2 separate regions of the Mus musculus genome follow, and region 2 is linked to region 1. A link is a contact called in public Hi-C data. All regions are on one chromosome and are shown on one strand. Each heading gives the region's core, a stretch centred on a gene start, on an enhancer-like site or on the middle of the called end of the contact. The rest is flanking DNA. Distances are from core to core; before and after follow the strand shown. Region 1 holds the start of Mtarc2 (mitochondrial amidoxime reducing component 2). Region 2 overlaps Mark1 (MAP/microtubule affinity regulating kinase 1).

Region 1 (5,167 bases), core at 1,101-3,600:
CCAATCATCAGCTCTCCTTTATTTTACAAATTAAGATGGGAAGCAGGTGTACAGGAAATCTCCTGAGTGCTGACTCATTTTTTGTTCACAACCACCCACAAAAGAACAGAATTAACATCAAATATAACTAGCCCCAGGGCTATCCACAACAGGACTTTACAGGCATGGAGTTCTGACAGAAGCTTGTCCAGGCATGGGACATAAGATGTTGGAGAGCAGAGCAGAGAGTGAGGCCTGGAAACCTTACAGAATCAGGAACAAAAAGAGCAAAGTGGCAGGGAGCAGCTGGAGCGACCCCCACTCCGCTATGCCCACTAATGTCATGCTCTAGAGAAGTGGTTCCCGACCTGTGAGTCAAATGACCCTTTCATTAGGGCCACACTTCAGACACCTGCTTATTAGATATTGACATTGTGGTTCCTGACAGTAGCAAAATTATAGTTATGAGTAGCAATGAAATAATTTTATGGCTGGGGGTCACCACAACACGAGGAACTGCATTTAAGGGTCTCAGCATTAGGACGGTTGAGAACCAGTGCTCTAGAATTTGTAGGTAACCCATATATAGGTCATTATAATACTATATAACACATACTCCTGGGAAGAGATTTAAGATGCTTATGAGATGCTAATGCATGAAGATGTAAGTGGAAATGTGGCTACACACACACACACATGTGCACACACACATGTGCACACACACTGGTTTAAGCAAATGTTTTTCTTAAAAAAAAAACCTCTTCTCCAGCAGGTGGCTTAGTCCTACTTTGGAGGGGACAACAGATTGGCCTCCTCAAGAGGCCTTGGACAGATTATGTCTTGATGCAAAGAACCATCCTTTGAAAAATAAACCAACTCCCATCCTATGTAAGAAAGTCTGTTCTTATCCCAGTAGTCTGCTTGAATGAAATTTTTACAAAATAATGGCAGACATCAGTTAAACTGTGAAGCCTGGGTTTTATCCATCAAGTAACTATTGACAGAGTGTGTGTCTGTAGTGGGGATGAGCTCAGATCTAGTAGGCATTGAGCTTTTCAGAGGGAAAGTGAAGGGGCAGAGAAGGGGGGGGGGAACACGTGCTACATGGGTAGGCTCTCTCAGTCTGTGTCACCTATCAGAAGCAAACACACTTGCTCTGCCAGTTACAGAGGTTGGGGCTCTGTCCTGTCTTTCCTCCCATGCAGAAGTCTGTCGTCTCTGGTGACTGTCCACGCAGCAGAATTCAACATTCTAAGCCCTTGGCTATTTTAAAATTTTTATTTTTATTTTAAGTATGTGGATGTTTTTGCCCGCATGTATGCCTGAGTACCACCTGTGTTCCAGCTATCTGCGGGGGGCAGAGAGAGTGGGGGTCTGCAGGGGGCAGAGAGAGTGGGGGTCTGCAGGGGGCAGAGAGAGTGGGGGTCTCTTGGCACTGGAATTGCAGACAGATACGATCTGCTATGTAAGTACTGGGAGTCCATCTGGGTGCTCTTAACCACTGAGTCATTTCGCCATTTATTTATTTAGCGTTTATTCTCCCCCTGTCTCCTCTTTCTGTCTCTCCATGTACACCTCCCACCCTCTCCTCTCTCGTGTCTCTTGTCTCAGTCTTCCCCTCCCCTTCCCAGTCCCCCTCTCCTTCTCCCTCCCACTCTCTCTGTTTGTTCAAGAAATGGTTCCCTCCCTTCTATCACATGGCTCCCAGGGACTGAATTCGAGATGTCAGTGTTGGCAGCCAGGACCTTTATGGGTTGAGCGGCTTTCAACTGATGAGTTAATCATTGATGCTTCTGAGACAGGTCCTGGCCATCAATAGCCCACCGTGATCTTGAACTTGGGGCTATCTCTTAGCCAAAGCCTGACATTTGGATTCCGTTTAGATCGTTGTCTGAGAAAAGTCGACCAGAGTCCTCTATTCGGACCTCAGCAAGTGGTAAGCTCTGGCAGCCTTTCCCTTCCTTGCGCTGTCTTAATTGGCTGGTGTACCTGTAACCTCAGGTCACGCTGCCAGAAGCCGCGCCAGTAGTTTTGTCTCTACCTGCAGAGATGGAAGCCGAGCGTTCCAGAGAGTTGCGCGATCTTCGGGAGACCTATCCCAAAGTTGTCCCCAGGAAACATTCCTCCATTCTGCTTCATTTCAGTGCAGCAGCTTCTTGCACAATTGAGTGTGCTCCTTTTAGAAGCAAAAGGGTTAATGAGTGTAGCAGGTTGAAGAGTCATGGGGGGAGGGATCACTTTAAAGGCGGACAGAGACAAAGTAAAATGAAAGTGACCACCCCACGCTGTCACCCGCGATGGGCGTGGGCCAGGCTCCGCCGACACTGATCTGGACGTGAGCAGCATAAGTTTGACAGGCAGTGCGGCTGCGCCAACCCTGGCTCCTCCCACACTCCCGGAGCCTTAAGCCCCGCCTCGACACCGCGGCCCAGTAGCCCAGGCCTGCCCGGGATAGTGTAACATGGGTTCCTCCAGCTCTACGGCTCTGGCTCGCCTCGGCCTCCCTGGGCAGCCGCGGTCCACCTGGCTCGGCGTCGCCGCGCTGGGGCTGGCTGCGGTGGCGCTGGGGACCGTAGCTTGGCGTCGCACGCGTCCCCGGCGGCGCCGGCAGCTGCAGCAGGTGGGCACGGTGTCGAAGGTTTGGATCTACCCGATCAAGTCCTGCAAGGGGGTGTCGGTGTGTGAGACCGAGTGCACGGACATGGGGCTGCGCTGTGGCAAAGTGCGCGACAGGTACGCCGAGCCCCGCACTGCACCGGGCGCGAATGGGCCGGGGCGAGGGAGGTGGGGCCTTGCCTATCCTTGCTCGGAAGTGTGAGACCTGGAACCAGGCGCCCCTCGGTGAGTGCAAACTTTGTGAGCCTGAGCCTGGAGCAAGTCGAGAGAGGAGTTCCGTACTGCAAGCTGTGTTCTCCCCAAACCTAGAAAGTAAGGGTTTGTTGCTTCTGGGAAACACACATATGGGAAAGAGATGACAGCAGTTACAGCACGGTGCACATTGACGAGCGTGTTCAAGTTGAAATCTAAGTTTGCAAGCCCAAATATGTCTGTGGGGAGACCTTCCGGGAGGAGAATTTTAGTTTTACCACATGCAAATTTACTCTAAAGCGAAACAGAGCGCCTGGATTTCGGCCCCCACCCCTTTCGGCTTCACAGAACTGAGGCTTGTTGCCTGAATTCTCTGGGCTGTCGAGCTTTGATCCTTTAGCTGCGAAGCCCGTGCTTCTGGCTAAAGTAGTTTTGGAAAACTGAGTTGGAGCATTCCTGGAACCCTGGGGGGTGGGGGGGGGGGGGGAGACTCCCCTGTCAGCTGTCCGTACAGCTCTCCTAACTGTAGGACACTAGAAATATAAAATGCCATTGGCTGAGCGTTTTCAAGAACATCGGGCCTTCCCTCTAGTTCTGGTGACCACTTGAACGAGTAAGGAGCAGAATTACACGGTTTGCCGGGGGTGGGGCGAGGGAGGGGTTGTGGTAGATGGCGATAGAGAGCTAGTCACAAACGGGTATGAAATAATAATAAAGGAGGTTAGAATAAAAAAAAAGAGTTTAGTTCTGCTACAGAATAAATTTATAGATCAGGAATTCCGCTCATGGATTTTCCATTCCTCATTGGCGGCCTATGTTTGCAATGCTGGGAGGTTTGGGTTTAAATTATCATTTACTGAGGGCCTGGGGATATAGCTCCGTTGGTAGGAGAGAGTGTTTGCCAAGGGTTCGTGAAGCCCTGAATTTTATCCTCCAGCATCCAAGGGAGGCATGGTGGCACATGCCAGTCATTTCCACACAGGAGGATCAGAAGTTCAAGGTCACTTCCAGGGAAGCTGTAGATTTGGGTTCAAGGCCTGCCTGAGCTATATGAAAACTTGTGTATATACTGAAATGAAATAAAATGAAATAAAATACTACCATTCCTCGAGAGTCCCATCCCTGTCCAAATGAATTGAAATCACCAAGAATGGAGAATCCCCCCAGGGGATTGTTCTGCTATAATGAAATGGTTTCCTGCGAGATCATTGTGAGAAAGATGTTTAGAGTTTATTAAAGTGTGGAGGTTAAGATCTCTGCGGTCAGGAAGACCTTGGGTACCTGGTACTGGATACTGTACAACACCCAGGGGGTTCTGAGGCCCACCGTGTTAACCAGAGGTGGCAAGGCAGATGTGAGCATCTTTCCTCTCACCTAGGAACCCTGGGGTATCTCACAGGCAACCAGTACCGACCGACCTGTTTCCTCAGATCATCAGAGCATGGCGTGTGCCTCACTGAGATTATCATGGCTTGCCTGTGATGTTGCTGGTGTAGGGAGAAAAGGTGTCCTTTGCCCTGCTTTTTTCTGCTCCCTGGGGATTCAATGAAGTAAATAGAACTGCATCTCTCGTTTTGAGCAATACATTCTTTCTTTCATTTTTTCCTTTTTTTTTTTTTAAATAAAAGATCTCCCTACATTGCTCTGACTGTCCTGAACTCTGGCTTGCTGTGTAGATAAGGTTGGCCTTGAACTTGTAGGGATCGGTCTGCTTCTGTTTCCCAAGTGCTAGGGTTATAGGCCTGTCCCACCGTGCTCAGCAGGATCAGCTTCCTCTCTGGATGGTGTGGTTTGAGGTGGAGGGAAAGGCAGAGAAATGGTTATGTGTTAGACATTGGGCTAAAACCTGTCCTGTAAGTTTGCCCACCTACGGTTGGTTTTGTGGGCTAGCTATGACCGTCCCCATCCTGTGGGTTTAGCAAGACAGTATTGGACAGGATGAGTATTTCTTGGGGGGGTCACAAACCCAGCTTGTTCTAGGGGGTTTGAATTCAGATCTAGGCGAGTACAGCAGTCACTTTTTCTGTGTGATACAGGAACCTAAGGAGCGCACAGGAGACCTTGAACAGAGGCCTTTAACTTCCTCCAGTTTGAGTTTTATTTATCAAAGTTAATTAATATTCAGAAGCAAGCTTCCGGCTAGGACTCTGCTTAATGGCCCTTGTTTTCTGCTTGAGTCAGGACCACATCTACTGGTCTTTCTGGAGGAAAAGACATCTTTTGTTTAGTTTGTGCCCATATTTTGAGGGTTTGGCTAGTGTTCTCTGCTCCTTGGGCAGTGAAGTGTTTAAGGTCCTCCCGGAAGATGGTAACACTGGCACCTGCTTCCTTCCTTGACCTTGTAAACGTCCTTCAGCAGAGGACTCTGACTATCACTTTC
Region 2 (5,167 bases), core at 875-3,374, 120 kb before region 1:
CTCCCTGTGTACACACAGATTGATGCCAGGTCATGTGGAAACACACTAGGTTTCCCATTGTCCTTCACCGTTTCAGACCATTTCATGCGCCCATGCCTGTCTCTGCAGCAGCGTTGGCTCTCCATGGGCACTGCTTAATGTGGGTCTCCAGTTTATATGCTTGACTTTTCTCTCGAACTGAGCCTAAAATGCTATTTTTTCTCCTTAAGAACATTTGTGGGAAAACCTCCAGGAGAACTCTTACTTTACTCTTCTTATTCTCATTCTTTTCTTTAGAACTGGTCTTTGTTTTCCCCCTCATCGTGTTTCTCTGAGAAGAGCCATGTCCCGTGTGTACACGGGACAGCACAGAGCGGTAGTAGAGACACCTGCTTTATGTGGCAGGGCTTAGGATCCAGTGCCGCAGTCTCCAGCTTTGCTTCAGTGAAGCGTTGTTTGCCATGGCCTTGTCATTAACAGTAGACTATTGTAAGTGGGGAATGAGCAGGACTTCAGGGGAAAGTAATACAGTTTACTTATACCGAGATGTTTGCCCATTCCTTTCTCACAGCATAAATTCAAGCTGTAACGTGGGATCCAGGTTTCTCAGCCTCTTCTGTCACTTGGAGCCCATTGATGTCCTTGGTTAGTCACACCCTGCTTTAGAACAACAGTGGTACCAAGTCCTCCTGAGGGCTATGACGTCCCTAAGGTCATTTTCACAGAACTCTCTTAGCTCTTTGGCAGAACAATTCACAACTTCCATTTGTTCGTAAGTTAAAAGGAGCAGACAAAATGCTTACATGTGGCTGTGTGCGGACTCCAATGACTTAAAATTTAAACTTACATTTAGTGTGTGTGCACATGTGTGGAGTCAGAGGTCAACATGTAGGAGTCAGTTTTCTCCTTCTGCCTTGTGGTTCCTGGGACTTCAACTCAGGCCATCAGCCTTGGTGGTAAGCCCCTTTATCCACTGAGCCAGCTCACTGGCCCTGTCACACTGAGTTTTGGGGTGCTGTCTATTGAGGTGTGGTACATCTTTGATGTTGGATCTATTCTAGAGGGGGACACTTAGGACAACTGCTGTTAACTCGGAACAGAGAGGACCCAGGACTCCTCAGCCCAGTGTTCTCGCTGTAGCAACAGCCAGAAGAGACTACACATGTCCTTGGGGCAGTGTGAGATGGCACGTCCCATGCATTCAGTTGGGTGTGACAACCAACTGAATACCTCAGAATACCTCAGAAAGGCATCTTGAAAGGAGAAAGCTAGGTTTGGGCTCAGTTTCAGTCTCTGTAGTCATTTGGTGAGGCAGAACACCACAGTAGAGAGGACACAATGGAGCAGTTTCTCACCTATCACAAATGATTTAAAGAGAGAGAAGGACAGAGAGGGTGAGGAGGGAGGGAAGGAGGGAGGGAGGGAGGGAGGAGAGGGAGGGAGGGAGGGAGGGAGGGAGGGAGAGAGAAGGGGTGGGAAGGAAAGAACATGGAAGGTGCCAGGGTCTCAGTACACTTTGGTTTTTTTTTTATTTTGGGGGGTTGGGGTTTTTGTTGTTGTTGTTTTGGTAGGTTGGTTTTGTTGTTTTGTTTTTTCAAGACAAGGTTTCTCTGTGTAGCCCTGGCTGTCCTGTAACTCACCCTGTAGACCACTCTGGCCTTTAACTCAGAGCTTTGCCTGCCTCTGCCTTCTGAGTGCAGGGATTAAAGGCGAGTGCAGGACCCGTCCTCAGTATCTCTTTCAAGGGCTTGCCCCTGGGCCTTCCCCTTACAGCCAGGTTCTGCCTCCATGTTCCTCTCTCCTCCCAGTGGTGCCATCTGCTGGGGACAGACTCCTCAGCATCCCTGCCTTTAGAGGACATGCCAGACCAGACTATCACATCCTCACGAACTCTGGTCAGGTCTTTGGTCTCTTCCTCTGACCGGGTTGTTTCTGGTTATTGGCAAAGCCTCTGTCCAGCCCCGTGAGGCTTACCACATGGGTGAGGGCTGATAAGGTGGGCGCTCTGTAAATGCTCAGCTCTGAAGGAGTCCTAAGACAGAGTTTGAGTACGCAGAGCCTGCTAACGTTAAGGCAGGAGCAAGATTCGAGGAGCAGCGCAGGCTTAGTGAAGGTCTTTGTGGTAAGGAAGACTCATGGGAATCTGGCTGCTGAAACTGCCACCTGCTGGCTGCAAGGCCAGTGGTGATCTGTTTTCCTTGCTCAGCTTTTGCTGTCTTCCATTTGAAATGGGTAACGCTATCGGCCTCTCAGACTTACAAGGCTTAAGTAAAGTTATGTTTACACAGGCACTGGCGCAGAAGACAGACACTGTCAGTTTCCCTAAGTGACTGTTCTTGCTATTGCTCTTGGACTAGCAGCAGCTTTCCTAGTCTGAGGGATTATGCCTAGCTGTGAGAATACTGTGTTCACTGTGGGAGTTCAGACAGCATGGGGGAGAAGCAGCCAGATGAAGTAACCACCGTGGTCCAGCAATGGCTGGTACCAAGTCATACTGCTTCACTGTACCTCCAACCACAGATTGTCTCCATCTACAGACTGGAAGACAGTTGTGCTCAAAGCCACTGTTGTTGGTCACGCAGGTGAAGAAACCGTTGCCTGGAGAGGCTTTTTTTTTTTTTTGAAGTGATGTGCTAGGTGCCAGGTCCCATAAGTGTGATTTGAATGGTTTGTAGTTTGCTACAAACTGAAGATGGCAGATGGCAGCACACGAAGTGTCTGTAAGCATTTGGTGAGGAAGTTCAGGCATGATCTGGTAATTTACCAAGAAATCAGTGCTTAGGAGATAGGAACCAACTACTTGTAACAGTTTAAGTATTTTTGATGACAGGTGATAGATTCAAACAGATGAGAAGTTTTAATGTCCAAAGGGTTCCCAATAAACTCTTCTTTCCAACCTAGAGTTACCAAGTAGAGGGATTCTGTGCACATACACTTGGCCGTTTGTATCTGTGGCCTGTATTCTTGGATTAAACCAAGAATGTTCTAAATAAGTAATCTTTAAAAGCAGTAATGGCATCTGTACTGGGAGTCTGTAGACTTTCCCTTCTTACTGTTCCCTAAGCAGTGTAATGTAGGAACTGTTTGCACAGCATCTACATTGTCAGGTACTGGAAGCTGCCTACAGGTGATTGAGGGATGTAAGAGAATGGGGTAAGTCGTGTGCAAACGTGACACCATTCTACCTAGAAGGAACTTGGGAATCTGGGGCTTTTGTGCCTTTGATGATGGGTGGGGTGGTCCTGGACCCTTTCTCCACAGAAGCCAAAGTGTGGTGGTATGAACAGATGTAAAGCTTCCTGAGACACAGGGCAGCATTTGATTCTTCGTGTGATTTTTCTTTTCTGAGTATATGTGAGGGATTATGCCATATCACTGCACATGTGAATATCTTATTCTTTAATTCCTTAGCACTCTACTTCATGGGGATATTTAACCACATTCCCCCGATGGGTCTCTAGGTTGTGTCTCACCTTCAGTAATTTTATTTATTTTAAAGATTTGTTATTTATTTATTTATTTATTTTGTGTTTTTGTTTGTTTGTTTGTTTGTTTGTTTTACAATAGGGTTTCCCTGTATAGCCCTGGCTGTCTTGGGACATGCTCTGTAAACCAGGCTGGCCTTGAACCTACCACCCAGAAAGATTTATTTTATTTTATGTGTGTAAATAAATGCTTTACTTGTGTGTATGTATGCGTGCCACATGACCATGGAAAGCAGAAGAACTGTAGTTACAGATGGCTGTGAGCCACCATGTGGGTGCTGGAATTGAACTCAGGTCCTCTGCAAGAACAGCCAGGGCTCTAACCACTGAGCCATCTCCTCAGCCCCATTGTCTGTAATTTTAAATATTGTGTTAAAGCGAACAAGTTTGACTTACATATAAGTCACTTCACATTTCTACATGTGGGAGTTTTATTATACATAAAATTCTTAAATGAAGCTCATAGAGCTGTTTACATTTATTTATTTTTAAACCCACAAAGTCTCATTTGTGCCGACCACGTGCTTATGAGTATGGGTTCCACTGCAGTAGGTTGACCTGCCTGAGGCCACACCCTTACAGAAAAGTGACTGCTCCTCCCCCAGCGGCCCTCAATGTCAATAGATTCTGGAGCCCCTTCCCCACCTCATGTGGAATAGTGACTAGCTTGCTCTTGTCCAGGCAACCAGAGCTGTGATTTCATGAGTTCAAGGGTCCTGTCCCACCCAGAAGACACGTCTTCCCGTGGGGGCTGAGCTCTCCACAGACACTGCACTGGAGCAGTTGTCAGTTTCAGCACTAACTGCAGCCCACTGCACAGCGAGCGTCTGTACTGAGGTGTGGGGACTGCGCTAGCCTGTGTGCGTGAGGATCTGAAGCCAGAGTGCAGTTGGATACTAAGGGTGTGTTTTAAAGAGAAATACTCTATCTGCGGTGGTTAAGAGTAACCAGAGAGGGAAGTGGTGAGGCAGGGTTGGAGGCTTATCAGTATGCTGGGAGGGCGGTGTGGAGACAGCACAGGCTAGAGCTGTTAGAGGTGTCTACAAGGTAAAACTACAGTTCCTGACAGACTGGATGTGAGGTGACGGAGTGGGAGGGCTGGGAACGGAGATCACGTTAGGAATTGTGAGGTTGGGGTGTGTCGAGGTTCAGTTGTTGGCAAGCATCCAAGTGGACGTGTCAAGGTGACAGCACATACGTCTGAAATTCAAGAGAGATACCTGGAGACAGAACTTGTCTGCATACATGCTGCTTCAGGCTCTGAAACCAAGCAGAATCATCCCAGCAGTTGATGTAATGGGACAGAGAAAACAAGACACTAAGGTTGGAATTCCTGGTTTACTGCAGAATCAGAAAGCTGGGAGAGAAGGGACATGAACAGGGAGATCTAGGACGGCAAGATTATCAGGAGGAGGGTGAGCAGCTGCTGAGAGCTACTTGCAAGCCAAGAAGACATGTCTGCTTCTACATGTCAGCTCCTTCCTTTTGAGGTGCTGTCCAGTGTAGTGATTGTCAGCAGGAGTTCCTGACCTGGGAATCCCTTCAGTTTGGCTCTCATGCTTGCATCTTCTGAAATTCTGCAGGTTGATCTCATAGAGCTGGGCACCCATCCCTCAGTCTTGGATGGGAACATTTCTCTAGAGAAAGTACCACTGTTGTTTGGTCATGTGTGTTTCTAGACATTTTTTTCATGGATGAGTCAG

What was found. A called contact is a pair of places that touch in the nucleus more often than the background predicts.
Region 2: a contact with region 1 is called in a Hi-C map of cerebral cortex, with 4 times the contacts expected there. The contact joins the enhancer-like site here to the promoter of Mtarc2 in region 1. A contact is called at or near these places in 2 of 484 Hi-C or Micro-C datasets (cerebral cortex and nephron progenitors), 2 of 115 datasets of contacts at active chromatin or transcription factors (both in embryonic stem cells) and 2 of 9 other capture datasets (adipose tissue and pancreatic islet).

The regions. Positions count from the first base shown.
Region 1 is chr1:184,843,091-184,848,257 of GRCm38.p6, reverse strand. Mtarc2 (mitochondrial amidoxime reducing component 2) reads left to right here and starts at 2,350. Exons shown (of 8, transcript NM_133684.4): 1 at 2,350-2,712. The coding sequence starts at 2,441. It overlaps Gm34451 (a long non-coding RNA gene), which reads right to left and starts at 2,411. Exons shown (of 2, transcript XR_865818.3): 1 at 2,021-2,411.
Region 2 is chr1:184,962,783-184,967,949 of GRCm38.p6, reverse strand. All of the region lies in intron 1 of Mark1 (MAP/microtubule affinity regulating kinase 1), which reads left to right. Among named protein-coding and RNA genes, the nearest start is that of Mark1, 34 kb to the left of the region's middle. Within about 2 kb of position 2,124, at least 32 of the 459 cell types and tissues checked have an H3K27ac peak or open chromatin away from gene starts, as enhancers often do. A contact at or near this core is called in cerebral cortex and pancreatic islet, where this site is marked.